Linked DNA regions of Rattus norvegicus: region 1 is linked to region 2. Evidence: chromatin contacts called from public Hi-C data. All regions are on one chromosome and are shown on one strand. Each heading gives the region's core, a stretch centred on a gene start, on an enhancer-like site or on the middle of the called end of the contact. The rest is flanking DNA. Distances are from core to core; before and after follow the strand shown.

Region 1 (2,767 bases), core at 107-2,606, 490 kb after region 2:
AGAAGAGCAAATCGTGCTAATGTGGTGTTTACTTAGCTGTATAGTCCCAGCTTGTTACCTGTGGTCTAAGCTACTTCTGGAGGCTTCTACCATTTACAATTTACTGAATGTGCCCCTAGCTCTGCATACACTGATGTCTGCTTTTAGAAAATGTGTAATTGTGCATGTTTGAAAAACAGGCGCTGGAGTCAATGCTTGCTATCTTTTAACCGTTTCAGAAACTAAGTCTTCCGGGGGAATACATGTCTCTGTGCCGAATCTAGAAAACGACTCAACTAAAATATTAAGTGTAATGTAAAAAATCTGTGCCAAACGACGAACTTCTGATGCAGAGCGATAGCTACAGTAGCCATCTCTCTTTAAGGAAAAAAACAAATCTGCATAGTATTGATACCTGTGATTGAATGTTATAGGAACACGAGACTAAGAGCTGGCGCCAGGCGAATAAAGTTGATGCTTTATTTTCAAAAGACGTTTCTTGGTAAGATTTACAAGTCATAAATGGAGCGTCTCCTAAATGCAAATGTTTGCTGTGATGGATGAGAACTGTTGTCTGGCCATCTCAAAGTTTAAAGCAACATGCGTGTTTCTAATTGTAGTACATGGGTCATCTCTCAAAGGTTTCAAAGAGGTTAGAAAAAATTTAATAACCTATTTATGAAACATCCTATTCCTATCTTTTTAATTTTCTTCCAAATAGGAGCTATTAGCTCTTCCTGCCTTTGTTTATTTCTTGGCATATTAAACCTCCTTGGACATTTAATCCAATAAGAGATTAGAGCAGATTTACTGGCTTTAAGGATGTTGAAAGATACCTCTCCCGGTCCCATAACTTCTCATTTTTATTGCCAACTTAATTCCTTTGAACAATGGGGAGATGCACATGCTCAGGGGAGACTCAGCGGGTACTGATTATCTGTGGGGTCGCTCCTGACATCAGTCTGTTTGGCAGAAAATTGAGAAACTAGGAGTAGCCGACCTCCGAGGTCCCCACAGGACTGTCTGATTTAAAGTGCTGGTCTTCTAATCCCAGCTTTTGACAATTTGAAAGGGAGATAGATCTACTGATCGATTTTTCTCTGTCCCCTCCTCCCTCCCTTCCCCTCCCTACCCCACCTTCTCTAACTCAGTTAGGAGCAATTCTATCAAAATGAAAGGCCGCGAATACTTTCTTAACTGAGAGAAATATTTTTTTCTGATTACGTCCACAGAGGAACAGAATGCGTGCACCTCTAGCATGCTAAGCAGCACACACTGCAGGCTGTTGGTTTAGGCACACGAGCAGTTGCTGTGGCTGGGAAAGAGGCTTCATGTTGACATGGTTTAAAAAAAGAAAAAAGAAAAAACCTAATCATTTTAGGTCGTTAGGAGAACTTACTGTGAACAGGCTCTTTTATTTCTTCAAAAGATGTCTCCCATTTCAAGCAAGGAGCACCCATGGCTGAGGTATGTATGTATCAAGTGTCTACTGGGGGGAGATTTCATTGTGTTCCAGATCCTACGTGAGGAGGGGGCGTGATAATGCCACATGGCTTACTTCTGACCTTTCAAAATGACTTTGCTTGTGTGCTCATTGTTAAGAAGACAAATCTGATACCCCCCCCCCCGCCCCCCGATTTAATGGCATCAGTGGCTGTGTATAGAAATGCATGTTGTGACTAGAACCTTAATTAAGCCATAGGTGGTGTTTGTGAATCGTGTATGTAAAGTTTTAATTCTGCTGAAAATAAGACCTCATGGTGGAGTGGAGCTGGGCTTGGCTTTGTTTGCTCTCCAGTGTTTTCTGCTTCTTTTTCCTTTCCCTGTTACCCATCTCCCAGCGGACTGTGTTCCTTTCTGTCTTGCCTGGGAGACTGCTCCTCTCTAATAAGCCTAACTGCAGGATCAGTGTGTTCTTTTTGGCATTTGAAAATGTTAAAATAGTGAAATTGTTAAATGTTATCCAGATGAAACTGCTCAGAATTATATTCTCCAAAAGAACCATGGTATTTGTGACATGCTATGGGTTACAGACCATCCTGAAGGAAAACTCCACGAATCGTTTTATCTATTTTCTCAAGAAGGAAGCAGCCCCAGTTGATTGTGTTGATAAGTGTTTAGTATGCTCTGTCAGCTTATGAATTACGAAAGCCAAGCCCGTGAAACTCTCCAAAACAATCTATGGCATTCTCCTGCGTTTTGACTTAGGATGAACATTAGCTGCCAGGATGTGTAGACAGGTTCTTTGGTTGTCTTGTATATTGGTCTTTGAAATTAGACTTGGACTTACTATATGAGAAAAAGCTTTATTAAATAGAGCTTATCTGACAGTTTAGAGTTCATGGCACTCACCAAATGCTTCTTCCCAGAAAGCAGTTGGCCTGATACATAATCTCCTCTAACTAGCTATTCAGGAATTTACAAGGAAAAAAGTAACAAATTGAATTTAGATACTGATAACACATTTATACCTAAGAACACACAATTGGTAAAGAGCAATTTGGTCATAGCTTCTTGAATTAGGTCAGTGCAATGCAGTCTCTCCTCTAGGATACTGCCCGTTATTCTTGGGGGTAATCACGTTTGGTTAGTTGCATAAGGAACACAGTTCAGAGCTTGGGTTCCCAGCATTTTTAAAGGATGTTGGGTCTTCCCAGTTGAAGACTCTTCTATCCTGTTTTGGTAGTCATCATTTCTGACTGATCTGGTAGAGTGAACCCAGCCTCTGGATTTAAATTATTTATAATTCTGGTTTTTTTTGTTTTTTTTTTTTACTGTAAACCAAGAC
Region 2 (2,700 bases), core at 149-2,648:
AAATGGAAGGGACATATTGCTGCAAAGGGCCAGGAGAAGCAGAGTGATCTTTGGTTGGCTCCAGGAACCATTTCCTGGAGGGAGGACTGCGGTCACTGAAGAGAGCTGGGAATAGAACAAACCGTGGTCACCCTGTGCCTGAGCTTCTCTGGGATAGTTGTCATCTGTGCTTCTGCAAGAGGCCTGTGCTCAGAGGTCTGTGGTAACTTGCCCAGAATCACACAGTCCCGGGGAGCTGGGACTTGACCCTTGTTTTCTTTCTCCACATGGCCCTAAGGTGGCATTTGTCATGAATTTTAAGAGACAGTGCTTCCTCAGCTCATTTCAGATCTGAACGTCTGACATTCATGCCTGATAAGCAGAAGCCAGAGCCCAAAGCCAGCAGATACTGCAAGGTATGGTGCCTTGGCAGCCCCTAGTGGGCACTAGCTGTACAGGGTGGCCCGGTCATCCCTCTCCGTTCTCTCTGAGTGTGCCAGCATCTTGTTCTGTTTTGACCATCCCTAGAAAAATATGTTTTTCTAAGACATGACATTGACTTCATCTAAATCACAAATGCAGATTAAAACACTTGTGTTTTAGTGACTGATCCAGACAGTACATTTTGTTTGCTGAGGGTGGGTAGCCTCAAAATAGAGGGTGAACCTGAAGTCTGACTGTATTTACCATACAGTTGGCCCATCGAACCAGCTGTAAGTTGATGACAACCTCCCCTGAAGGCCATCACTAACACTCACTAGTCACAGCCTGGACAAACAGTGCTCTCTAAAGGGACAGAAAGCAGTAAACTGTCTGAGAAGAGCCCAGGATGGGCCAACTCTGACTTTCTTAGCCTGGGGGTACAGCTGAGACTAATTCCGGAGACAGTCCATTTCCTTCAGCCTCTCCACTTGGAGACCTCCTGCTCCTTCAAGGGACCTCCCCTCGGAGAGAATTCTAGTCAAGCCCTCAGCCTGTCTCTTACCCAAAGGTTGTGAGTGAGCTTTGGGGGCCTTGCTTTTGGGAGAAGTCCTTAGCAGAATCTTTCTAAAATATGCTGTATTTTTTGTCTGGTACCCCAAGCATTCTTCATCCTGAAAGTTCCAGACTTGGCAAGCAATTCTCTGGGCAGATAAAGTTAGAATGTTCTTTGCACACCTGTTCCCAGAAGCACAGAACTGTTCCTTGCATGGGCCACTGCTCGTAAGGTTTTGATTGGCAGCCTCCTTTATTCTTGTCACCCTGAAAATCTTGTCACCAAACCTTTCCATGTGCACCTGTGAAAGTGACAGAGAAGAAACGCCAGTCACAAAGCTAATCTACTTCCCGTTTCAGAATGTGACAGCCCACACGAATGACGTAGGGTCCCAGTGCTTGGCCTCCGTTGACATAGAGTGGAACACAGCTGCTACTGGCCTGAGTTCCTCAGAACTGCCCATAGATTGTGTGGAGCTTCCTGAAAGAACCACACTGGACTGAGGAAGTTGCTTCAGGCTTGAGCTGACTGGCCCATTCTCTGAGGTTAGGATCACAAAACCCAGGCCTTCTCCTTTCCTCCCTTTCTTTTGCCTGCATAAAGGAAGAATAGATTCCTTGTCATGGGCCTCTGCTGGAAGTTGTCCCCAAGTGCTGCTGGATCTGAGTCTAGCAGATGACTGATGGGGGAGGATTGTGGAGGGAAAAGCAGTCGGGCACCCCAGGTGGAGAGTAGAATGTGGAGTGCTCTATTCTAGATGGCACCATGTGTGGAGGGATGGAATCAATTTGTTTCTGCCTTCTGGGCCAAATGCCTGGTCCAGAGTTTCCCCACAGAGCCCAGCCCCTCTCAAAGCCTGGAGGCAGAGAAGAGGTGTCAAGACTTGAGACCCCTCAGGGCCTGTGGAGGGAGTGTATCTGATTCTCCCAAAGCCCTAAACCCATGGTGGGTCTAGAATAATCCCAGTGCCTACTGTGAGGGTCAGTTGAATTCAGCAACCATCTTTATTCTCGGGCGCATCCAAAATATTCTCCTTCCTGTCCTTTGTCACCAGAGAGAGGAGACACCCATGTCGAGAGTGGAGACGTGCATGTAGAGCTCGTTATAAATGAGCCCTCTTCCCAGCTTCTACATGAAGTCAAAGCTGCCCTGAAAACTGACAAGTGCTTCCCTTCCATTATACAAAACCCAGACAACAAACCTGACTAAAGCAAGCAGGCCCTAGGGGTGCCTTCCAAATCAGCCCCATTCCATAAGCATCTCCCCTGCCAGCGCACATGGTACACGCACTTCCAGTTTCGATGATTTCAGAGATTTTTAAAATGTCAAAGAAATTCTGGCTGTAAATGTCCCCACAGTGGTTTTGTCATTTTGTAGAGAAGGAAAGCAAGCTTCCTGCCTGGCCAGCCCTTTCAGAATGGCCCAAGCTGTGGGCCCAGCCCCTCCTTCCCAGTCCCTTCCTACCACTCCCCCAGCCTATTCATATTCTGATCTACACACTTGAAAAGATGTTATTCCAAATGTTCCTGCCAAAGAGAAAATCTTCCTCCTGTTTTTAGAGCTGCTTTCGAAAGACTTAATACGCTTGTGAGGCCAGTGGCTGCAGATGTGGCCAACGGAGCAGAGACTCAACTGGCTGGACTTCGGGGAGCTGGCCAACTGACTTTTCACACCCTAGAGGTAGGAAGGGCTCAGATTCCTGAGAGTGTCTAGCTCTGTTGCTGAGAACTCCAGGAGTGGACTGT

Evidence for each region. Hi-C and Micro-C count contacts between places; a contact is called where the count stands out from the background.
Region 1: a contact with region 2 is called in a Hi-C map of frontal cortex, with 3 times the contacts expected there. The contact joins the promoter of Cnr1 here to the enhancer-like site in region 2. A contact is called at or near these places in 2 of 12 Hi-C or Micro-C datasets (frontal cortex and prefrontal cortex).

The regions. Positions count from the first base shown.
Region 1 is chr5:53,207,001-53,209,767 of GRCr8, forward strand. It overlaps Cnr1 (cannabinoid receptor 1), which reads left to right and starts at 1,357. Exons shown (of 2, transcript NM_012784.5): 1 at 1,357-1,446.
Region 2 is chr5:52,720,058-52,722,757 of GRCr8, forward strand. No RefSeq gene overlaps it. Among named protein-coding and RNA genes, the nearest start is that of Rngtt, 220 kb to the left of the region's middle. Within about 2 kb of position 1,399, at least 16 of the 93 cell types and tissues checked have an H3K27ac peak or open chromatin away from gene starts, as enhancers often do.